Linked DNA regions of Mus musculus: all the other regions are linked to region 1. The links are chromatin contacts, called in public HiChIP or PLAC-seq and promoter capture Hi-C maps. All regions are on one chromosome and are shown on one strand. Each heading gives the region's core, a stretch centred on a gene start, on an enhancer-like site or on the middle of the called end of the contact. The rest is flanking DNA. Distances are from core to core; before and after follow the strand shown. Region 1 holds the start of Pttg1ip (pituitary tumor-transforming 1 interacting protein). Region 2 holds the start of Gatd3a (glutamine amidotransferase like class 1 domain containing 3A). Region 3 holds the start of Pdxk (pyridoxal (pyridoxine, vitamin B6) kinase). Region 4 holds the start of Agpat3 (1-acylglycerol-3-phosphate O-acyltransferase 3). Region 5 holds the start of Cstb (cystatin B).

What was found. Promoter capture Hi-C pulls out the DNA fragments that hold promoters and counts their contacts. HiChIP or PLAC-seq counts read pairs in DNA pulled down with a chosen protein or histone mark. Capture Hi-C pulls out chosen DNA fragments and counts their contacts.
Region 2: a promoter capture Hi-C map of pre-B cells shows a contact between it and region 1, with 5 times the contacts expected there. The contact joins the promoter of Gatd3a here to the promoter of Pttg1ip in region 1. A contact is called at or near these places in 12 of 39 promoter capture datasets (the 3T3-L1 cell line, 3T3-L1-derived adipocytes, the C10 cell line and 8 more), 4 of 115 datasets of contacts at active chromatin or transcription factors (bone marrow-derived macrophages, embryonic forebrain, embryonic midbrain and 1 more) and 2 of 9 other capture datasets (adipose tissue and liver).
Region 3: a FOXA1 HiChIP or PLAC-seq map of pancreatic cancer cells shows a contact between it and region 1. The contact joins the promoter of Pdxk here to the promoter of Pttg1ip in region 1. A contact is called at or near these places in 1 of 115 datasets of contacts at active chromatin or transcription factors (pancreatic cancer cells) and 2 of 9 other capture datasets (adipose tissue and liver).
Region 4: a promoter capture Hi-C map of pre-B cells shows a contact between it and region 1, with 2.4 times the contacts expected there. The contact joins the promoter of Agpat3 here to the promoter of Pttg1ip in region 1. A contact is called at or near these places in 1 of 39 promoter capture datasets (pre-B cells) and 1 of 9 other capture datasets (liver).
Region 5: a contact with region 1 is called in a promoter capture Hi-C map of adipose tissue, with 3 times the contacts expected there. The contact joins the promoter of Cstb here to the promoter of Pttg1ip in region 1. A contact is called at or near these places in 2 of 39 promoter capture datasets (cranial neural crest and pre-B cells), 3 of 115 datasets of contacts at active chromatin or transcription factors (bone marrow-derived macrophages, memory CD8 T cells and pancreatic cancer cells) and 1 of 9 other capture datasets (adipose tissue).

Annotation. Positions count from the first base shown.
Region 1 is chr10:77,579,616-77,583,853 of GRCm38.p6, forward strand. It overlaps Pttg1ip (pituitary tumor-transforming 1 interacting protein), which reads left to right and starts at 2,040. Exons shown (of 6, transcript NM_145925.3): 1 at 2,040-2,312. The coding sequence starts at 2,207.
Region 2 is chr10:78,166,778-78,171,495 of GRCm38.p6, forward strand. Gatd3a (glutamine amidotransferase like class 1 domain containing 3A) reads right to left here and starts at 2,978. Exons shown (of 7, transcript NM_138601.3): 1 at 2,818-2,978; 2 at 2,596-2,648; 3 at 2,032-2,145; 4 at 618-737. The coding sequence starts at 2,952. It overlaps Pwp2 (PWP2 periodic tryptophan protein homolog (yeast)), which reads right to left. Exons shown (of 21, transcript NM_029546.2): 21 at 4,133-4,718.
Region 3 is chr10:78,462,213-78,466,811 of GRCm38.p6, forward strand. It overlaps Pdxk (pyridoxal (pyridoxine, vitamin B6) kinase), which reads right to left and starts at 2,736. Exons shown (of 11, transcript NM_172134.2): 1 at 2,549-2,736. The coding sequence starts at 2,635.
Region 4 is chr10:78,348,781-78,353,374 of GRCm38.p6, forward strand. It overlaps Agpat3 (1-acylglycerol-3-phosphate O-acyltransferase 3), which reads right to left and starts at 2,920. Exons shown (of 10, transcript NM_053014.3): 1 at 2,847-2,920. Gm40709 (a long non-coding RNA gene) reads left to right here and starts at 3,703. Exons shown (of 3, transcript XR_871856.3): 1 at 3,703-4,147; 2 at 4,384-4,594.
Region 5 is chr10:78,423,156-78,427,607 of GRCm38.p6, forward strand. Cstb (cystatin B) reads left to right here and starts at 2,515. Exons shown (of 3, transcript NM_007793.3): 1 at 2,515-2,702; 2 at 3,772-3,873; 3 at 4,156-4,452. The coding sequence starts at 2,637. The coding sequence ends at 4,284.

The sequences.
Region 1 (4,238 bases), core at 790-3,289:
GCAGTCAGGACAGGAACTTATGCAGGGCAGAGATCTGGCATAGGAGCTAATACAGAGGCCATGGAGGAGTGCCACTTACTGGCTTGGTCCTAGGTAGCTTGACTGCTTTTTATTACAGAATCCAGGACCACCACCCAGGAGTGGTACCATAACCAGCTGAGCTCTTCATCAATCACTAATTAAGAAAATGTCCTACAATCCTGCCTCCTACATCCCACTCTTAGAAAATCCATTAATCCCTGAATCTGAAACTATAATGGCTTAGGGTTTCGGAGGAAGGGTCAAGAGATCTTCAACCTCAGATACCTCAAACACAAGGATGGCAGGCATTGGCTACCTCCCCACTCCCAACCTGGCACCAGAAAGCTGGCTCCCTCACCATATTACCCTTACAGTTATCAGGCTTCACTCCTTGTTTGACCTTATAAGGTTTCCCTCACCCCCACAACCATGAATATGCAGAATATGCAGATAAAGCATCTTCCAGAACCCCTGCCCTGGCCAATCCAATGATACATGGCCACAAAACCTTGCCTTAGAGACTCTGACCACTAACTGGAGGGGGGCGTGTCCTTTGTCCCACTCATTTCCCACCCAGATCCCGCACTGCACTAACCAGGGCCCTGCTAAACTTCCCTTGCTCTGGACCAGCTCAGTGATACAAAGACCCTGAGTCCTCCCAAGCTCAGGAATTGAAATCCCACCAATCCTCATCCTGGAAATCTCCACGGGAAGCCCCACCCCCAAGAAATCCTATATAAGCTCTGCCTTTGGCTTCGTTCTCTGCTGCTTTTCACCCTAGCAGAATTAGCTGCCCTCCTGTTTTTGTTGTTGTTGTTGCTGTTGTTTGTTTGCTTTTTTTCCCTCTCCATAAATCTCTTGTGTGCCTCATGTGTCGTGTGACTTTGTGGTATTCCTTGGCTCCCAATTGCCAGGAAGCCTCTCTAGCAGAGCTGTAACATTTTCCCCGGAACAGAACTTGGCTGGGGAAAACCTGCCTGGCCGAAGTAAAGCTGTAACGCTTTCACTGGGGAAAGCCTCCCTCTGGCAAAGCAGAATTGTTACACTTTGGCTGGAGAAGTCTTCCTCTGCAGAGCAGACCTGTGACACTTTCCATGGGAACCCCCTCCTGCAGCAGAACTGTTATACTTCCTTTGGGAAAACCTTCTGCCGCAGCACCAGGAGTGGAGCTGGAACGCTTCAAGCCTTTCCCTTCAGAGTTGCAACACTTACAGTCATAACTAGCTTGTATCAAATGGACATAAAGCTGGTGGGCTCAAGCTTGTATCCTATTTTGCTTACTCCTACTGGAGTCTGGGTCTTTAATGAGTCGAGAAACTTGGGATCCAGAGTCCCGCATTGATCTTTTTGGTGTCTGGCTATCTAGGTCTCTGGTTCATGCACAATCAAGCAGGGAAGGTACCCTCTTACTCAAAGCTCCTGTGTCTTCAAGTTTGCGTCCCCAGTCACTATCAATAAGGATTTGTTTTGTTTTCTTTGAGTCAGGGTCTCATTGGTTAAGGAAGACCTTGAACTTCTGATCCTTCCAATGCTCCACCCCCAAGTGCTGAGATGATAGGTGTGTGTTATCACGACTCATTTGTGAGGTTCTGAGGATGGAACTCGGAGGCTTTGTGCATGCATTGGTTGCCAGGCAAGCAATTCTACCATCTAAGCTACACCCTCCACATTCCCTCAGTGATTTAAACGCCTTTCAGTAACAAGTTCGAGACAGCTTGGATGCTGTTTTAACGTAAATCCACAAAACCTGCCCTCTGGACACGCATACGGCTCTGGCAGAGAATTAACAGGACTGGCAGAGGTTTCCAAGGGTTGGCGGCTACAGAGCAGTTGTGTTAGGCAGAGCAGCTGAGCCTCAGAACCCGCCTCAGAGTCCAGCAGCTCCATTCCAGAGCAAGTGGCAAAGCTTCGCTGTCCACTGCCCAGCCTAGTAGTCTACTACGCACGCGCGCTGCTCTGACGCTCCGGTTATTGCTCCCTCCCCGCAGTTCCAGCAGCGCGCAGGCGTGCTAAGCCTCAGCTGCGCCCGTAGGCGGGCGGAGGTCAGGGGGCGGAGCCAGCGGCTGCGCACTCGCAAGCTCCGCCCGTCTGGCTAGCTTACGGAGGCGGAGCGCTTACTGTGGAAACATCCTAGCTCGGCGTTGGAGTTGAGTCGCCTGAGGTCCCCGCCGACGACGCACTCACCATGGCGCCTGCTAACCTTGGGCTGACGCCGCACTGGGTGATGCTCCTCGGTGCCGTGCTGCTGTTGCTTCTGTCCGGAGCCTCCGCGCAGGAACCTCCGAGAGTGGGTAAGGCCCGTGGGCCTAGGGGCCGAGGAGTAGGAGGAGGGCGGCCGGGTCGGATCCAGGGCGGAGTCCAGCCCGCGGGCTTGGCTGCCTCTGCGCTCACGCCCTCCCTTGAAGCTGGGTAAGGCAGCCAGCCTCTGCTGGAAGTTAACGTCGTGCCCTGAGGCACGAAAGACTCGGCTAGTCGGAACCGACGCCTCGGCACCTGCTTAGCATCTCGGGGACCATCTGCATTCCAGCACTGTTTTTGTTTGAGGGGAATCAGGGAGCTGACAAGTTGTGTCCAAGACTGAGGCTTGGTCAACTTTGACCTTTGTACGCTCGCTAGAGTTGATGAGGCGCTGCAAGAGAGTATTTTTGTTAGCTCAGGCTCTCTCAAGGTGTCTTTACACTCTAGCCTGTCACGGTGTGTTTTCTCTTTGTGACCTTTTGCCAGTTGTCGCGTCTCTCTGTTTAAGTTTCTTATCTGCTCCCAGGTATGCCTAGGACCGGTCTGGGACTGCCTCACTCCTGCTACCTTGGTGAGGGTGACTAAAGGAGCTGACCCTGGCCGCCCCGGGGAACTTGGGGCTAGATTCTCCAGTAAGGACTTTATGCCAGGCAGAGTGTTGGGGAGCCTGTGGAGACCCAGGACCCTTCCCAGTGTCTCAAGGGTGTCTGCTGCGATACTGGGGGGAGGGGGGGGGGCACGAACCTTCACCTGTTACCAACCACCACGTGTTAGGTGTAAGGATTCTACTCCTTGACATTCTATAGGGAGATAGCTGATGTTTAAAACGGCTAGTCTTTACAAGGAATTTGCATAAATTTACATTACCGTATCCTGTATCCCAAAACTCGCCTTTTTTTGTTGTTTGAGACTGGGTTCAGGCTGGTTTTGAACTTTTTTGTTTGTTTTTTCGAGACAGTGTGTCTCTGTGTAGCCCTGGCTGTCCTGGAACTCACTCTGTAGACCAGGCTGGCCTTGAACTCAGAGATCCGCCTGCCTCTGCCTCCCTAGTGCTGGGATTAAAGGCGTGTGCCACCACGCCCAGCTTGGTTTTGAACTTAAAGGTGTCTGCCTGCCTCTGCCTCTCAAATGCTGACCATAAAGCATTTGCCCTGCCTGGCAAAACTCACCCTTTAAATATTTTTTGTGTGCTTCACAGAACCTGTAGTAGATTATAGATCCGTAGAGTGAAATTTGCGACATTGAGGACACTTTGACAGGGCTTTTGGACCCTCTACTAATGGCGTGTGGAGTCACTGTCTCTGAGCTTCATCTTGGGAAAACAGTCCCTAAAAGGGCTGCAGTGGTGTTAGGAACACTAAGACACAGTGATGGCTGGTGCAGGTCTCCAAGTAGTGGGTCCTTACTGAACACCCCAGTTTGTAGAGGAATCTGCAGTTCCCCTCCCTCTGTCCCTGAGGAACCTGCCTTAGTGAACTGTATTATTCAATACTGCATACATGCCTTTTGGGGTGTCCTGCCCCTCCTTTTCTCAAACAGTGCAGTGTTGAGGACTACTTTGTCAAGCAAGTGTACTCCCAACATGACATTCGAGATGTCCTCTGAGTTCTGAATTCTGTCACCAGAGTGGGCACTCTTAAGCCCTTTCAAGTTCATTTCACTTGGGGGCACAGGAGATGGCAGCATGTTTCATAGGTTTACAATGAGTAAGGTTCACTTCCTTAGTTTCCACAATTATTCCTTTCCCACATGTAGGTGTGTCTTTTTGTCCTGAGGACCTGAGTCGACTCACCCGAAACGTCAAGGACCCACTCAGAAGCGAGTCACTATTTATTGCCTTTCCATTTAGTTATTAAATGAGTCTGAAAGTTCTTTAATAATGAGTAAATAGCTATTCTAAACTGAACTCTAAGCCACAGTGCCTCAGAGTCAGGACATCCGTGATCAGCATTGAGAAACCACAAGGACATTGTTCCTAT
Region 2 (4,718 bases), core at 1,728-4,227, 590 kb after region 1:
AACGTGACTTGAATAAGAAGGCACTTTTATGGTTTCAGGGGGTTAGTCCATGGTGTGAAGCATGGAAGCGGGCAGGCAAGCGGCATGTCATTGGAGCAGAAGCTGAGAGAACTTACATCTGATCCACAAGATGGAGGGCGGCAAGGAGGGACGCGGAGGGGAAGAAGGGATGGGGAGATACACACACACACACACACACACACACACTGGACCTACAGTTCACTTTTGAAACCTCAAGGCCCACCCCCAGTGACACATCTCCTCCAACACTGTCATACCTTCTAATCCTTCCAAAACTGTGTCACCAAACAGGGACCAAGCTTTCAAACATTTGATTGAGCCTATGGGGGCCATTGTCACTCCTCACAGCAGCACAGAGGGAGAACAGCTCTGTGTGAGAGCCGACACTTGCAAGGACAAGCAGCAGAGCGTGTTGGGGACCTGACTCCCAGCACGGAGGTCAAGCCACTCAGCCCACCCTGACAGCTTCCAGGCACTGGAAGGCTCAGAGGAGGAAGCAAAGATCGCCCTGGTGATCTCGCTGAAATGCCCCCAGCCCACCCCTTGTAAAAGAGCAGATACATGTGTGGTGTAGACCCTTACTCTTGGACACGCACAGGTTTTTGGCAGCTCCAAAGCCTCCTGGGAAAATGGCAGCATCATGGTTAGCAGCATTGAGCTGAGCCAGGCTGGTAATCTTGCCTCGGGCAATCCTTGCTGACTCTGCCAAAACGTTCCTGGAAAGAGCAGATGGCACAAAGGATCAACGTGCAAGCATGGCTGGTACACAGGCAGCGCGGTGGGCTCGCCCTAGTACTGGCTCACAGCCTCAAGTGAGCATGGAGACTAGATGCTTCTAGTTAGCACTCCCAGGCAACACCTGGAGGCAGTGACAGTGGATTCTAGTGAGCTATAAGTACAACAGGCATTGTAGGCTGGGGTCAGCAGGAACTGGAGGCCCACCAAGTATCCACAGCAGGCAGAATCCAGGCCTCCACACCAGGGAGGGGCTGCCTAAGAAGCCATTTTTCAGGATGCCCAAAGCCACCTGAACATCAGATAGAGATGCAACCTCATATACAGTTGTACAACAGGAGGGAGGGGTTAGATTCAGGGGCCAGGGTTCTAGACAGAAGAGGAACTCCCTAAAGACAGCCTTGGTAGTTAAATTGCAGTTCCTCTCTCTTACCTTTTCAGTCTCAGCCCCTACCCTGCAACCAAGCCTCAGATAAGAAATGTTGTGGGCTGGAGAGATGGCTCAGTGGTTAAGAGCACTGGCTGCTCTTCCAAAGGTCCTGAGTTCAAATCCCAGCAACCACATGGTGGCTCACAACAATCTATAATGGGGTCTGATGCCCTCTTCTGGTGTGTCTAAAGATAGCTACAGCATACTTATATATAACAAATAAATAAATCTTTAAAATAAAAAAATGTAGTTGTGCTGGGCATAGAGTCAACTGCTTTTGATCCCACCAACACTTTGGAGGCAAAGACAAGAGAATCTCTAGGAATCCAAGGCCACCCTGGTCTGTATATAGTGAGTTCCAGGCCTGTGAGGGCCAAACAGACTCTGTCTCAAACAAACAACAAAAACAAAAACCCGAGGCAGTGGTGGAGTATGCCTCTTATCCCAGCACTCAGTAGGCAGAGGCAGGAGGATCAGAGTTCAAAGCCAGCCTGGTCTACAGAGTGTGTTCCAGGACAGTCTCTCTACATAGAGAAACTTTGGGAAAACAAAACAAAACAAACAACCCCTCCCTGCCAAAAACAAAGCAACAAGATAAAGGGAACACAGTACCACACAGGGACTAGCCAGAGCAGAGCATGACCACCTCACACCCAAAGGCTACTGCTACCCCTGTAACGGTCACGGGGAGGTCAGAAACATTTGGCCCATGGCCATGTATTTCCAGAACAGCCGGATGACAGTTGCTTTGAGGGACAGACACTTGATCACATAATCAGGAAGGCTACAGTACAGGAGCTGCTCATGGGAACAGGGCTCTTGTAAGGTCCTTTCCCTACCCATACCTGCTTTCCCTCTCAGAAGGCTCCCCCTTGGTGTGGTCAATCACGTGCATCTGAGGGACATCGGGAGCAAAGATCTGGACCTCAGCCCCGCCTCGGCTCAGGTGCACCAGGATCCTATATGAAGAAAATCCACAAAGACATCACTTCCAAATGTGTCCTCCGGCCTCACAGCATGACGATTTTACAGATGGACTGGCACCAAGTGCTGGGGAATTCCTAGTTTATAGGACACCTAGTTGCTTTTACGAAGGCACGGCTCCTGCCGCTTACAGACTTCTGCAAGGTAAGGGTAGAACCAGAATAAGTAGGCAAGGCATCCTTTTACTGACTGATGAGCAGCGAGGGTTGTTGACTCCGCAGGTGTTGCATTTTGGGTATGTTCAAGACCCCAGCTTGCTGCCAGGCATTCTGCCTTCACCCAGGGTCCGGGTGGCATCTTTTGTGTCTTGGCTGTGCTAACTTTGGCTTTGGACTTATCACGATGTGAACCCACTGCGCTTGGTCACCCTCTGGCCATTTCTGCCTTTTAAACCAAGAGAGTGTTTACAAACTCTGAGGACTTACGCTGAGGCCTCATGGATCTCGGTTCCGTCATAGACTCCACAGCCCGACAGCACCTGCAGGAAGAGAGGCACTGACGAGGGCGAGGGCCCAACACGCAATTACCGAGGGAGGGGAGGCTGAACCCCACCAAGAGCCGACCTTGGGCGGACAGCTGGTCGACCCCAGGCTGCGGGGACCTAGCAAGGGAAGGCACTCGGCCTGGGAGTCTGGCTCTGCACTCACCAACGCCACCCTGGCCCCGGGCCGCGGTGCGGAGCTGTGAAGGGCTGCGCGCTGGGAGGGAGCCCGGTGGTATCTGGAGAGCGGTAGGAGCGCAGAAGCCAGCCTTGGCGCCACCAAAACCCTGACGGCAGCCATCACGAAGGGCAGCCAGCCACAGTGGTGTCAGGAGAACGTGCGCCGTGGGGCGGGGTCGCGCCTGGCCAATGGAGGAGCGCGTAACAACCCCTTTCTGGAGAGGGCCAGTGGGTGGGGCCGCGCCTGCGCAGTGACCGACGGCGTACGGGAAACCCAGCACCTTTTTCCCTGGAGGACTAGCGGGAGGGAGGGGCCACAGATCTCAGGACACGCCCCCCCTCACCTAAGAGACCGGTTGGCTGGACTTCTCCAGCTCAATGACCGACCGAGCTGGGACACGCCTCTTCTCGGTTTTGAGAGGGCAAGCAAGCAAGTATGCCAGGTTAGGACCTTCCTGCGATCGACCTTGTTGAGCGGCCCGGTCTGCCTAGTTAATGTTTGAAGGGCGCTCATCTTGGTGTAGGCCACCTTGACTACCTATTGCAATTCCAGTCTATGCAATGACTAAAAACTGATTTTAAATAACGGGGTCAGAGCAAGCCCCGCGCCCTCACGGTGCAATCGTAAATTGCTCCTGCCATTGTGTTCTGGGTACCTCTGCAGCTTCCTCACAGGCCACAGTTCTGCCAGTCACGATTCAGTGAAGAGCTGAGCTGAGCATCGTACCTTCCATTTCCTATTTTGAATCAATGTGATTGCTATAGTTGCATACAGTCCGGTGTCCATCGGGGTAATGACCAGATAACTCCCAGAGTTTCACTGCCTCTCCCTAGCCACAGTGAAGGCTGTCAAAGGTGACCTGGCTTCTCTCAACTCCTAGGGATAATTAGCTGCTGGGTGTTCCCATCTTAAGATGGGAACCCTTTCACATTTAGGAGACATTTAGGCCTGGGATGCACAGTATATGCAGAAGCCAGGGAGCATACAGAAGTGGGTTTGGTGGCCCAACACCATTACAGCGAGTCAGGGATTATTCAGTTTCAGGGGACAGTAGTTGGGGGGAGGGGTGGAGCAGTGTCAGGCAATTTGCATCTGGCTGTCCACAGGGGTGGAGTGGGCATGGTTACCACGGAGCAGACTTGTAAAATACTCCAAACTGAGCCCAGTTTCTGGTATGAGAATTAAACTGGATGAGATGTATGAGATGTATGGTGATGGCTGAAGCATGGTTCAGCACTACTTGCCTGCCCTTCCCTGGGCCCTCAGTTCCACATTCATACCACACACAGACAAAACCAGTAAAGCTTCATAAAACTGTATTTGTACTGCAGATGGGGATCCCAAGATGGCACCAAAACAAGCGGGTCCTTGTCTGGGCGGCCAGGGGCCTGGCTGTCCCTGGGCACATAAGAAGCAGTTTCCTTTTCTACCCCAAGCTACACAGAGAAATGCTCTGCAGAACAGGAAACCTGGCGACACCAGGCTAAGCTCTGGCTTCTCCCCATAACGGTGTTCAAGCCTGAGCGGGTTCCAGGTGACCAAGACAGTATAGTATCAGTGTATCCTGAGTATGACAAGGGTGCGACAGCTAATGGCTCTCAGTGCACCAGGTGCCACACAGATCCATTCCTGTGGCCTGGACAGAGGCCAGTGAATAGTTATCAGCATGAGTTGGCACCTGTGGGTCTCTTCACTGGCGAGTGACATGCTGGGCCTGGTCAACCCCATGAACAGGAAGTATCGGTAAAGCACCACTCAGGCATGTCCCTTCTCCCACATAACCTGTACATACTGGCAAAGATCAGTCCAAGCTTCCCTGGCCAGCCTTGGGCTGTCACAGCCACCCGCTGGGGTCAGCCCAGCACACACCATTTCTTCACTACTTA
Region 3 (4,599 bases), core at 1,486-3,985, 880 kb after region 1:
TCCTACCATCCCTTGTCCCTTGCCACCTATGGCAGGAGGGAGAGCTGATCCCAGGGTCATGAAAGTAAAAGAACTGGCCCTGTCTCTCACAGGCTGTAACACTCAGGAGAGTGGGCCCTGCACCTTGCCTGGGCAGCATGATAGAGCTGGCTCTGGTTACAAGGGTTGCAGGTGAGCCATCCCCAGTGCCTGAGAGCAGAAGAGCTAGCCACACCCCTCATTTGCTCCACTCCAGGAGAGAGCCAGCCCTGCATCTCTCCTGGACAGCACAACAGAGCCATAGCTGAAGGCAGGAGAGCCCTCCTCCTTGCTGGCTGCTCTGTTGGATGGGTCAGCTAGGGCAGGGAAAAATAGCTCACCTCCGTGGTGTGGGTATAGTGGGCTGACCAGCTCAGGTACCTCTCAGGCCCAGATCCAGGGCTTTGAATTGGCCCACCTTAGCATCTACCCCATCCATGAGCTGCTGGAGTGTGTGATGGAGCCGGTCCCATAGATCAAAACTACAGGATCTCTATGACACAGGGCAACAATGGGGAATCTGAGGGGAGTCCCAGTGTGGTTTCAGTATGGATGGTGTAGCAGAGGCCCTCCCTGTACCTGACAGACTCATTGCAATGAACGTTTACAAGCAAAGTCGGTGTGGACATAAGGATACACTGTGGGACTCACTACAGCTTCCACAACGAGATTGTTTGCCCTTCTTTTTTTCCACTGTTGGGGGGAGGGAGGTTGAAAGGGTGGGTACAGGGGGAGAGATGAGTGGGATTGGGGAGCATGATGAGAAATTCAATAAAAAGGGAGGAGGAATGAGAGAAGGGGAAGGGATCCCCTCCCTTGAGCAGTTGGAACCCCATATCTTCAACCTGAATAAGGACACTGAGCCCTTGGTGCAGTCTAGAGGACAGAGGACCAGGGGACCCAGGGACAGTGTGCTGGGTGAAGGAAGAGTACCAGCAAGTGGAAGAGGCAAGCAACGCAGGACACGGGGTCTCAGAAGCCGGCACACCTCTGCCCAAGGTGAGGGAACTGCATGAAGCTCAGCCTGGCCCCGCCCTCCCTGGCTGTCCCTCCTTCAGGACTCTGCCCCTTTGCTCCTTAGTACAGTCTTTTTTTGAGAAAGGGTTTCTCTGTGTAGCCCTGGCTGTCCTGGAACTCACTCTGTAGACCAGGTTGGCCTTGAACTCAGAAATCCGCCTGTCTTTGACTCCCAAGTGCTGGGATTAAAGGCATGTGCCACCACACCCGGCTCCTTAGTACAGTCTTACTTCAATGACCTTGTTACCCCAATCCTGGCCCCTTAAGCTAGAGAGCAAAGGTAAAGAGCATGAAGCACCAGACCAGTGCATTCTGGATAGAACAAGAATGCCTACACTAGACCGTGTGGGTGAAGCACTGTTTATCAACCAACAGGCGCTCAAACACTCAGCAACTGCCCTTGCCTACAGACTTTGATCTCCTATGCTGTATAATAACAATCAATTGCTCTATTTGTCTGGCAAGCAAGCCTGATTCAGGACAGTCCTCTATTGTCCTTAAATGCAGTTCCAGCCACCTGTTTTCCTTCCAAGTCCTTCTTTCAGGTCCATGGTAGCCAGAGGCTACACCCTAACATCTCCCAGGAATCAGTTTAATGGCTAGACATGAGCGGAAGGGGAACGGGGACCTGCCACCCTGCTCAGTGACCAGCCAAAAAAGATACATTGCAAGAGGCCACCACCTGGTTGCCCAGGCCAGCCCAATCTTCCTGCTGGACCGGCCAGGCAAGGAAGCTCCAGTCAGCTGATATTGCCTATGACCCCTATTCTAATGCCCATGACAACCTGGTTCCCTCCAAGGGCAACCAGTCACAAGCAGGAAGCACCACCTGCCAGAAATGATCAGAGATAGCCTCATTCATCACACATCTCACAGGAGATAGGATCTGGGAAGAAAAGGCTACAGCCCTTCTAACAGGTTGCTTCCAAAGCCAAACTCAGCAAACTATGCTGTCTTTTAGGAATAAAAGCAAGCACGCGGGAGGTGCAGAGTTCCAGCCCCATCTCTGCGGGTGACAGACCACCCTAAGAGTGTTCAGACCCAAGCGTGGGCCCAGCTTCCTCCTTGGTCCAAGTTCATAGAATGGGTAGAAGCAGAACGTGGATGTCTGCAGAGAGCGAGCAATCACTAGCCAATGTGTCTACCAAGAGGCTCTCCGCGCTCCCAAAGGAAAGGATTCTCCCAGCTCAGCATTTTAACGCTTCGGGAAGCCCCTGCCCACTGTTGGTCAGGCAGACGGAAGCAACAGGGACCCTCAGGCGCTACCGTGTGCGCCACAGCCGGGCAGGGGGCTTCGTGCCACCTGCACCACCCCGCTGTAAGCTCCCCAGGGTAGTCCACGCCCCCGGCCTGCCTGCGCCAGGATCTGCCCTCAGCGCGCCCAGCGCTCAATAGGGACCCAAAAGGATGGCCACAGGGGGCCAAGGTCATTAGTCGGAAAAGGCCACGCAGCGAACCCGTAGACCCGCAAGTGAGCAGCCCGGCCCGGTTACATAAGCAGTGGAGCGCATACCTGCAGAGGGAACATGGCCGCTCTGTTACCCACGTAGCCACGGACAACATGGCTCTGGATGGAGAGCACCCGGCATTCGCCCTCCATGCCGGGAAAGCTGTAGTGGCGCGTGGTCCAGGTGGTGTCACAGGCTGGGGTTGCTCAGGCCGCTCGCTCGGATTCTGCTCCGAGCGCTTTAAGCACGCGCAGTCGCTAGGCTTGGACGCGCTCCCCGCCTCCTCTGACCTCAACAGGCCGGCTGCTAACCCGCGAGTCCCGCGCGGCGAGGGGCGGGCTGAAGGCGGTGCCTCACGCAGGCCCCGCCCCTCCGGGCAACGGGACCTGTGGAATCCAGCACATGAGCTCCTTCCTCTGTGCTCCATCACGTGGCCTCACATCCCTTTTTGCAGATCTGTCTGTGCGTCAGGGGGTTCGCCTGTATCACACTCCACAGCACGGTACTTTCAGTACACACTGTTCCACCTCCTTGGCCCGCGGCGCTGATCACTCCATGGGTGGCATACTCCGGAGCTGCTGTCCAAAGAGTTTCCACTGAGCTCCAGAGCCTGAAGACCCTCAGAGATCAGGAGATCCTTTCCAGCCACGCGGCCTGCGTGGAATCCCAGACCCAGTAGGGCTCACAGGCATCTGATCTCAGGCTACCCTGAGTCAGGAGTCACGTGCCCCTTCTCAATATAATAAGAGATCTTCTCTAGGCTCAAGTCTGCTTAGAGCCACTCATGGGGACAGATTTGAAGGGGCTGCACTGGTCTTCCCCTCTTCACTACCCACCAAGTCCTCTCAGTCCTAGGGAAAGCGCACCTCTCTTCCTGTCCCATCTCCAGACCTACACTTGGCACTCCTGTGGTCACGGACACACCAGGGTCACAGATCAGTGGCACAGGCCAGTATGTCAAGTTTGCTTTATCTTGGTGAGAGAGAGTACTGGGGACCAGATCTGCTCTGAAGAGAAAGGAACATTCCCATTGCTTGGGGAACAGATCAGAAAAAGGAAGTGGTTTTGAGGCTCCGTTGGTGGGGTGCATACCAAGGCCCCAGCACCAGAAAAGCTGTAAAGAAGAACCAAGTTGTTAGGAAGGCTTGACTGGAATCAACTAAATGGAAGTACATTGGAGGAATAATTAATTGCTTGCTGATAGTAACGTTTGCTGGATACTATGTATGTGCTAAACATTTCTTGTAACTGAATCTTGCTAGCCTGGAGCAATGGTGTACATTTATAATCCCGGCATTTCTGTGTTTGTGTATGTGTATAGAAGACCTCTGGTGTTATACTTAGGGAGGGGCAATTCACTTTGAGCTTTTCTTTAGCTTTTTTGAGACAAGGTCTCATGATGTCTCTCTCCCTGATCCAGCTCACTATCTAAGCCAAGCTGGCTTTGAACTCAGAGACCCACCTAACTTGAGTGCCAGGATTAAAGGTGTATGCCACCACACCTGGAACTGCCTTGGATTTATTTTATGTATTCATTTACTTAGATACCCTACTAGGACCCGGAAGTTCTCTCTTAGTTTGTCTAGGCTTCCTGGTTATGAAGCCCCTGGGATCTACCTGTTTCTATTCCTCATTGCTGAGGTTACAAATGCTGTTCTAACCAGGCAGTGGTGGCTCACACCTTTAATCCCAGCACTTGGGAGGCAGAGGCAGGCAGATTTCTGAGTTCGAGAATAGCCTGGTCTACAGAATGAGTTTCAGGACGACTAGGGCTATACAGACAAAACCTGTCTCAAAAAATAAAAACCCAATAAATAAATAAATTCTGTTCTTTTGTTTGTTTGTTTAGGCAAGGACTCACTATGTAGTCCTGGCTGGACTCGAACTTGCTATGTACTCTGAGTTGGTCTCAGAATCAGATCTACCACTCTTCACCCCCTGAGTACTGAGATTAAAGGGGTGTGCCACCGTGCCCGGGCAAAAAGTTTTAAATTTACATTTGTATTTAATTCAAGTGCGAGTGGTGCACACACACGCCACGGTGCACATGCGGAGGTCAGAGGACAACTTGCAGGAGGAGTTGGTTCTTTCCTTCCACCGTGTGGGTTCCAGGAAT
Region 4 (4,594 bases), core at 1,670-4,169, 770 kb after region 1:
CTGGCTTCCTCCAATACCAGGACAAGTGTATAGTGTCATCACATACATGCAGGCAAAACACTCACACACCTAAAATAAAAACAAATCTTTCTTTAAAATAATTAAGAATAAAGTGGAGAGCAATGAAGGAAGCCAGCCAATGTTGACCTCTGAACACAAAGCCCCAACCATATGCATACCCACACAGGTACACATGCACACTAAATAAATAAACTTGTTTTTAAAGCAGGGATGAATGTAATATCAGCATATACTATTGAATGCTCCAGTCAGCAAATTGTTAGAGGAAGAGCACCCTTAGCCAGCCAGCAGAGACAGGGAGACAGAGGGCCAGCAGAGACAGGGAGACAGAGAACCAGCAGCAGCTGGGAGAGCCTGTGTCCTGCAACAGCTCTCTACCACACTACTCTACACCCACTGCCACTGTCTTTTATTATAGCTCTCACCTCAACTTCCCAAAAGGAATGGAGACACTGCCCATTAATGATGCATGGTTCCTGGGTCACAGAGGGACCTTTGGGCTCTCTTTGGGCCTTTGGGCCACTGGCACCCTGATCCAATTGAGAGCACCTAGCTTCTTCGGCTTATTATCCTAAGTGATGTGAAGCACTCCAGCCAGGAGGGAGGCTTCTGCCTGTCATAACCTGAAAGACTTAAGTGTGCCTCCACTCACCCCTACTAACATCTAAAACATATCCTGCCTGTGTGTCTCCCATCCACATGTGAGGAAGAGAGGTAGCCATGGCAAGGCACCCAACTAGTCCAGTAGCCAGTCACAGGTACAGCAAGACCCACGTACCTCATCAGCCTGTCTCTCCATCCCTACAACTAAGTACAGATATGCCCAGGTGACAAGTGTACACTGCTGGACTTTGGCTGACAAACAAGATCAGAACATGCCGGACTCTAAACAAAGCAGCAAGACTGTCCAAAGAAGAACCGCTATTGCAACCGCCTGAAACAAAGCATCGTGAGGTTAATACGCTCAAATTAACCCTGCAGTCACTATGAGGTCGTTCTAGGAGTGACCCATTGTCCAGTTACTCACTTTACAAATCAGGGGAAAATCATTTATATGGTCCCAGTGCTCTTCGGTTAATGGATGAGGACAAACCCCCATGGAGTCCGAGTCCCTAAGTAAATGTTTGACAGAACTCAGCCCAGCCCTAGAGCAGCAGAAACTTCTTAATGAGAAGACTAAGCAGCTACGGGGCTCATGTCAGACGAGTCAGCAAGATGCCGCTGGCCTAATGTGGCCGGTCACACCCAGAGACAAGCTGTTCAAACCTCGCCACCCACAGAATGAGATGGGAAACATCACAGAGGTATGCAAAGGCCAAAATGTGGTTCAGAGTCTGTCAGCGTTTGAGAGAAGGGAAAGTAGTGTGGGGTACACACAAGGAATGCAGGGAAAGCAGCCATTGCTCTGGCAAGAGAGAGAGTAGGGGATGCCAAGGGTCCAGCACTGGATCTGAAAAAGCAGTGACACTGCAAAGCCGTCGGAGAAGGGAACACACACAGTTGGTACCAGCTCCATCCTCTGAGAGGCTGGACCAGTTAACCAGCACCAACTTGTTAGGAGTGAGCTTGGATTAACGATGCCATTCTAACTCCTGAAACAACAATAAACTTCCATCTTTGCTCATCCCATACTATACAAAGATCTTACTATGCCCTACCTGCCTCCAAGTGGGCCAGAGACAGATGTATACAGATTTTTACTACCCTGACTGGGCTGGAGGAAATCAGAGTCCCTTTGCTCTTCATTTAAATTCTGGCTGTGGAGATTTGTGACATAATCCAGGACAAGTGGCTAGCCTTGCTCCTCAGACCCCAGTGTGTTTCAGAGTCTGTTAGCACAGAGTCGCAGCTATATGCCCCAGAAAAGAAGTAAACAACTCCTCTACTGCAGTAGATGCTCCTTTTGTAACTTCTGAAGTAGATCAGTTACTTTCTGTTCAGTTTCCCCAGTCCCCTAGAACACACAGGCACTGTCCTTCCCAGGTGCTGGGCCTGTTATCTGGGAGCAGCTTAGGGTGAGACAGAGACCTCCCTTCATTTCCAGCATCCCTCCCATCTTCCTTCCCTAGGAGACACTGTATTTAACCCACTTCCCACCAATTCCACAGGCAACTTCTAAGACCTAGACCTTCTGCCCTGCTGCTGTACAGATAAGAGCAGGTGGGGGCCACACACAAGGCCTCCAGTAGGTCCAGACTGAGTTAGGTCAGACATCCAGCTGACATCCACCTGCTGAACATAGCCATGCTGAGGAGCACATGCCACCAAGACCAAAGAGAGGCTGGCAAAGCCATTGCATGTAACTGCCTTTGGAAACAACGTAATTACAAAGCACAGAGTGTGATACTAGGAATCAATCTTATAGGCTAAATCCTAAAGTTGGAAGGAGTCCTGCTTACCTAATAAGGGGAAGGGACAGTAAGGGAGTGATCAAAGTGCACAGAGACCCCTTTGAAAGGGGCACAGTCCATTTCCCAATGTCATCGAAGCAGAAAGAGCTGCTTCCACTCAGTTCCAACAGCCACCAACCCAGCACCCCCAACCGGCACCCTGTGTCCAATCCCAGAATCCAAGATCTTGGCTCTGGACGAGTCATTCCAATCTGTCTCAAATCCAAGTAGCCTTCTCGTTTCCCAGGAAGAAGAACCCAGTCTCTTAAGTATTCTCTTAGAGAAGACTTTCCACACTGCTTTAAAAAGTTAGGTTTGAAAGGCCATTTCTAAAATCATTTCCCTGTGCCCCTAAACTTCTCTCGAAGTTAAAAAGGAAACCTGAATATATTTTCCACCCAGCTTAAGTGTTCACAATCCTCCTGTCGTAGGTACCTGGGGTCAACTGCTCCGGGGCTCCAGGCCCACCGTGGACAGGTGTTTTCCTCCAGAGGCTCTGGTTACTGAATGACCCCAGCGCCTGAGTGAAACGTGGAAATTCACAGTCGGCCTTTGGTCTCAAACGCCAAAGTCAAGAAAAAAAAAAAACAACAACAACCGAGCCCTCGCACCTTCCTCCAGGGCGTCCCACCTGCAGCCCTCCCTCCGCGTTGAGCAAGCAAAAAAGTGAAACTAGCCCACAGGGCCCCGAAATCAGGCATGGGGGGCTCCCCCAGAGCGAGGAGCCGGGAGCCGAGCAAGGTTCCCCCCGGAGAGGGGCCCCAAGGCCGCCCAGGCCCTCTCGTCGGGCCCCGCATCCCCATCTCTACCCGATCGCCCGCATCCCCAGGCCGCCGCGCACCCCGCACAGCACCGGCGGGCCGGGCAGGCCGCACAGGGGCCGGGCGGGACCCGGAGCCTCCAGGCGCCGCGCTCTCCAGGCCGCGCGCCCCGCGGAGCGCAGCCGGCCACTGCGGCGGGGCCCGGCGACCGCGGGCGGGGGACGACCTCCGGCGGCTCGGCCGGGCTCGGCGCGGCTCACCTGCACTCCACCTGCTGGTCGCGGTTCTCGCGTCGGGCGCGCGCGGCCTGGGCCCGGCCCGGCCCTGCGTCGGGGCCTCAGCGAGTGCGGCGCCCGCCGCCCCGGGCCCCCATCGCCGCCCTCCGCCTCGGCGCCGCCGCCACTTCCTGTGCGCGGCGATCCCACAGTTCCGCCGGCGCGGGACGCCAGGCGCGGGGACGCGGGGACACGCGCGGACCGACGCGCGGGGGAGGAGTCGCGGCCCGCGGCGCAGCGGCGACCGCCTCGGCCAACGGACAGCAAGCGGGGGAGGGGACGCGAGGCGCGCCCCGCGGGAGCAGCCTCCACCCTCCCTGGCCAGCGGGATGTTCCTAGACCCAGTCCGACTCCCTTTCAGCTGCCTGCGGTCCTCCGGAGTCCCACTGGGGTGTTCCTGGGCCCAGCTTGAATCCCCTCTTTTAGCCCACTGAAGTCCTTCTGGGGTACTGCGGTGTTCCTGGGCCCAGCCTGGATCCCCTTGTCCCCCTGAAGTTCTTCGGGGTGTTCCTGGGCCGTACTTGGACCCCCGATGGTTCCCTGGAGTCCTCCTGGGTTGCCTCCCCCAAGAACTGGAATATTCCTAGGCCCAGCCTGGATTTGCCTCCGTTCAGCCTCCTGAAATCATTCTGAGCCTCAGCCTAGACCCCTTCCCAGTCCCGGAGGTCCCCTTGAGACCCAGGATGTTTTGATGGCTCAGGTTAGACTCCCCTTCCTTCTGAGTCCTCCTGGGGACGCCTGGAAATTTGGGGGTTCCCCGCCAATTAATTAGACCCCATTTCCCTTATCCTCCTGGACCCCACTCCCAACACACACCCCATCCTGCCCCCAAGTAAGGATCCCATCCTGGAATCCTGTAGGATTGTCCCCAGTGCCTGGTAAGGCACCAGGATCGCTTTTCACTCCCACGTGCTGTACCCTTTGATTTATTTATAGTTGGCAACTGACTAGCAACATTGTATCCACAACCAATCCAGGAGGAAACCTCAATTAACCTAGTCCAGGGTCTTCCTAGGGTCAGCCTTGGGTCAGAAGAAGGTCAGGACCCTCTTCTCTAAGAAGCCTGTTCCGTCCATAGTGAGTCATCGGATCTGAGGACCAACAGCCACCTGAGTCTCCTTCCCTCACCAGGCAAGGGACTGATCCT
Region 5 (4,452 bases), core at 1,265-3,764, 840 kb after region 1:
CTCTGGAAGAGCAGTCAGTGCTCTTAACCACTGAGCCGTCTCTCCAGCCCCCCACCCCCATCAAACTTTTTTAAAATCCAAAGTTTAGAGTCTCTTCTGAGACTCATGCAATCTCTCAACTGTAAGTCCCTGCAAAAATCAAAATCAGAAAGCAGATCACATACTTCCAACATATAATAGCACAGGATATCCATCACCATTCCAAAAGGGATAAAGGCAAGCACAGGAAGGGAATACTGGACCAAAGCAAGACTAAAACCAGCTGGGCAAAGTCCAAGCTCTGCATCTCCAAGTCTGACGCCAAAGTGCTCTTCAGATTTCCAACTCTTTCAGCTGTGTTGGCTGCAGCATTCCTCTCTCTCCTGGGCTGGCTCCACTCCCTGTTAGCAGCTTTCCTCAACAGCTATCCCTCGGCTCTGGTATCTCCAATATCTTGGTTTCTCCAAGGCAATCCAGGCTTCATAGCTTCACGTGATGGCCTCTATAGGCCTCCACCCATGACAATACCTGGCCTCAGCAGCTTCCCTTGACCTCAGAGGGAGATTCCATAACCCCTGTCTTCTATCCTTGCCTCTAAAGCCAGAACCATGTGACCGAAGCTGCCAAGTTCTGCTGCTTGCTGAGGCTGGGAACTGACCCCCTGCTTTCCTTCACTGCCTGAGCTTGGTTGTCCTGAAACTTGATCTGAAGACAAAACTGGCTTCACACAACTGCTGGGATTAAAGGCATGCACCGCCACACCTGGCTCTAAACTTTCTTTTAATTCCTTTTCACAGGCTGAAAGCTTAGCTGGGCAGACTCTTGCCCTGAAGTCACCATTCCCTTTATGTAAACATTTGGCTTTTCTGTTACCTGTTTAACTCCTTAAAAAACAGGATTTAGCTCCTTTCCACTTCCTGGTGCCCCCTTTTCTGTACATTTTGTATTTTTTACTTCCTCAGCTTGCTCCTTTTCATTATAGATCTTCATAAGAGTGACCACTAACAACCACACAAGAGAGTCGATACTGGGCCATTTTGAAATTTCCTCTGCCAGCTCAACTAATCCCAAAGACTTAAATTTAGCCTCACGAAGACTTTTTAGACAAGAGCAAAAAAGCAACCACGTTCTTAGCCAAAGCTCGAGAACAGTCTGTAGGCCACATACAAATAGTTTTGTCCTCTGAAACCTCTTGAACCAGACCCCCAAAGCTCACATCACCTTCATCACCACTGTCTTCCATATTCCTACTACTATGGCCCTATGAACTATTAAGTGATCAATTGCTTTTCTAACCCAAAATCCACATTCCTCCAAACAAAAGCATGGCCAGGCCTAATCCCAGCAATACTCCAGTGTCTGGTACTAACTTCTGTTTTAGTTTGGGTTGACTGCCACCACCACAAGTCTCCATGTATGTCTGGGCACCACTTGCATCCCTAGTGCCCATTGAGGCCAGGGGGTGGAGAAATAGGATCCCATGGAACTGGAGTTGTGAGCTAGTATGTGGGAGCTGAGAATTGAACTCAGGTCCTCTGGAAGAGCAGCCAGTTTTCTTAACTGCTGAGCCATCTCTCCAGCCCCTCACTTGGCTCTTTGACTGGGTTCCAAATATCAAATTCAGGCTGTCGCACTTCCGTGGCAAGCCCCTTACCATGAGCTACCTCTGCACCCCCAAATTATTTTTTTTAAGCCAAGGTCTCACTGCATAGTCAGGTTAGCTTAGCCTCTCAAGTGCCAGGATTGCAGGTGTATACCATCATGTCCTGCTATCCAACTGTGACAGTTTTGCAAACGGAAACTCGGGTTTGAAGGTCACTCAAGTAAGAGCACTGACAGAGGGCATATCCGGGGTCCTCATGGTTCCCAGCCTGTGTTGGGTGTGTGAGAATAGAGTCTCACCCAGAATAGACCACCTACCCAGCTCTGTGGGGCTGGGGCTGGGATCCCCAAGCCCCGCCTACCGCCTGACAAGGCCATGTCATTCAAAAAGAATGGAATTCCCAGATAAGCTCTTATTTCATGGGGTTATCCGGACCCAAAAACTAAGTCCACGTTGGGGAGGGGAGGAAAGGATGGGGCCAGGGGTCAAGGAACAGGGATCTGAGACTTCTAGGTCCTCAATCATCTATTTCTGTATCCACTCTATGGAAGGAGGGATAGGGACCCATCAAGACCCCCACTTAATAGTCACAGGACAAGGGGAAATTGAGATGTCCAGGGCTGTACTTCGTGTCCACCTACTCCATGGAAAGACTAGGACCCCTTCTCACATCTCTGCATCCTGTGAGGACCCGGAAGCCCCTAAGCCGGGTCAGAGATACTCCTACAATCACTTCACGACCATTGAGGGGCAATCAGGACTCCCAGCCTCCAAACCCTTCTTAGCGTCCGTTCAGGGAAAGGACGTGAAGCACCCACCATGCCTCACCCTCCGCCCACGCCCAGCCTGGGTCTCCTGACTCTGCCTGGAACGGAGGGTGGTGACAGTAAAGAGAGCGAGCGAGAGGGTGCGGCGCCCCGCCCCGTCGCTCTGTCACGTGCTACGGGTCCGGGGGGGCGGAGCCAAGCCAGGTTTTTCTAGGGTCCAGGCACCCAGGTCTCCTAGTTGGATCTGTCTTCAGCTTCTCCGTGCTACCCCGACTACTGCTGCCAAGATGATGTGTGGCGCGCCATCTGCCACAATGCCAGCCACGGCCGAGACGCAGGAGGTCGCCGACCAGGTGAGGCTGGGCCCAGGTCAGGCCAGTCTGAGCCAGGCCTGCGGAGACCCGGCGGCCTCAGGGACCGGCCTGCCCAGACTGGTCAGGTCCTGCAGCGGGTTTCCGGGGCGGCCACAAGTGTGACTGGGAGCTGGGGGCTCTGGATCTGGTTGGAAGATTCAGGGCCGGGAACTGGGGCGAGTCTTCTGCCGCTTGCATACAAGAGGGCCACTCACCTATTAGGGAACTAGCCCCGGGATCGGTGGAGGGATCCGGTGGTCCCAGAGAATTCAGGAAGGCAGCTGTTAGAACCTAGACGGCACCTTTTTGACTTACACCCAGGCCTAAACAAGAGAAAGCCAGACTGGGCTACTGTGCTTGTCTCCTCAAAAGAAAGAGCTAGGACTGTTTAGCTCAGTGGCAGGAATTCAACTGATACCACCACCACCATCACCAACACCGCCCCTCAGGGAAAAAAAAAAGGATCAAAACCAGAAGTTGTAGAACTTGCTTGTGCCTAGTCTGAAACGAGGGGGTGGACCTTGGGCCTGGGCTGCCCTTCCTGTGACTGTTAGCAGAGCAGAGATTCAGTACAAGGTAGGGGGAGGTTCAGGGTATTAGCAAGAGAAGAAAAGTTAAACAAATCCTCTCTTCAGCTCTCCTGCCACGCCCCAAGCCCAGGACCCTGTCCACTAAGCCTAGCTGATCTTGGGAGGTGTTTGCTCTGACTGAAGTGGCCAAGAAGGAGTGAGTCAGCTCCATGAGACCCTAGAAATGAGGAAATGTTACAGACACACTGGCCAGGCAAGGGAACCTTGGCCACGTGCCACATCAGCACTCAGGAGGCAGAGACAGGCGAGTCTCTCTGAATTTGAAGCCAGCCCAGTTTGCTTAGTTCCATGCCAGCCATAGCTACATAGTGAGACCCTGTCCCCCCCCCCCCCAAAAAAAAGGAGCTGTGTTGTTCTTTATCAGTGGGGCCAACAGTTTACCATGTCCCCCGGAATGAGGAGTATTGAAGGCTGGCAGTGTGTGTGTGTGGGGGCACCTGTGCATGAATCTAAGTCCTTCCTTCTCACCCACCATCCAGGTGAAGTCCCAGCTTGAATCGAAAGAAAATCAGAAGTTTGATGTCTTTAAAGCCATATCCTTCAAGAGACAGATAGTGGCTGGCACCAACCTCTTCATCAAGGTGGGTACTGATAGTAGCTTGGCATGAACTGGGGACATAGTCTCAGAGTAGAGCAGAGTGTCCTGCAACTTCCTGCAGAGAACCCCTTAAGGGGACATGTACATGTTCTGAGAGGATGAATTTGGGGTGTTAGGGTTCCCGGCCTTAAAGGAGGAGACAAGGGTTATCACTGGCTAAGTTAGTGGCTGGTGGCCTGTTCTGGCTCAGTTTCTAAGGCTGGGTTAAGCCTGGAACTGGAACCTTACCTTTCACTCACATGTCTGTCTGTCTGTCTTCCTCCAGGTTGATGTTGGTGGAGATAAATGCGTGCACTTGAGGGTGTTTCAACCCCTCCCCCATGAAAACAAGCCTTTGACCCTGTCTTCCTATCAGACCAACAAAGAAAGGCACGATGAGCTCTCCTACTTCTGATTCGGGGCTCCTTTGCACCTGTGTTTGGGACCACGTAGTAAAACCCCCCTCGGTGATGGAGAGAAGGGAGTTGAGCAGCTTCTGTTGTGATTCTCAAACTGCGTTGTATTTTGCATCCTTCCAAATAATTATTTTCAGAAAACTGTATATGATCTCTCTAAATATATA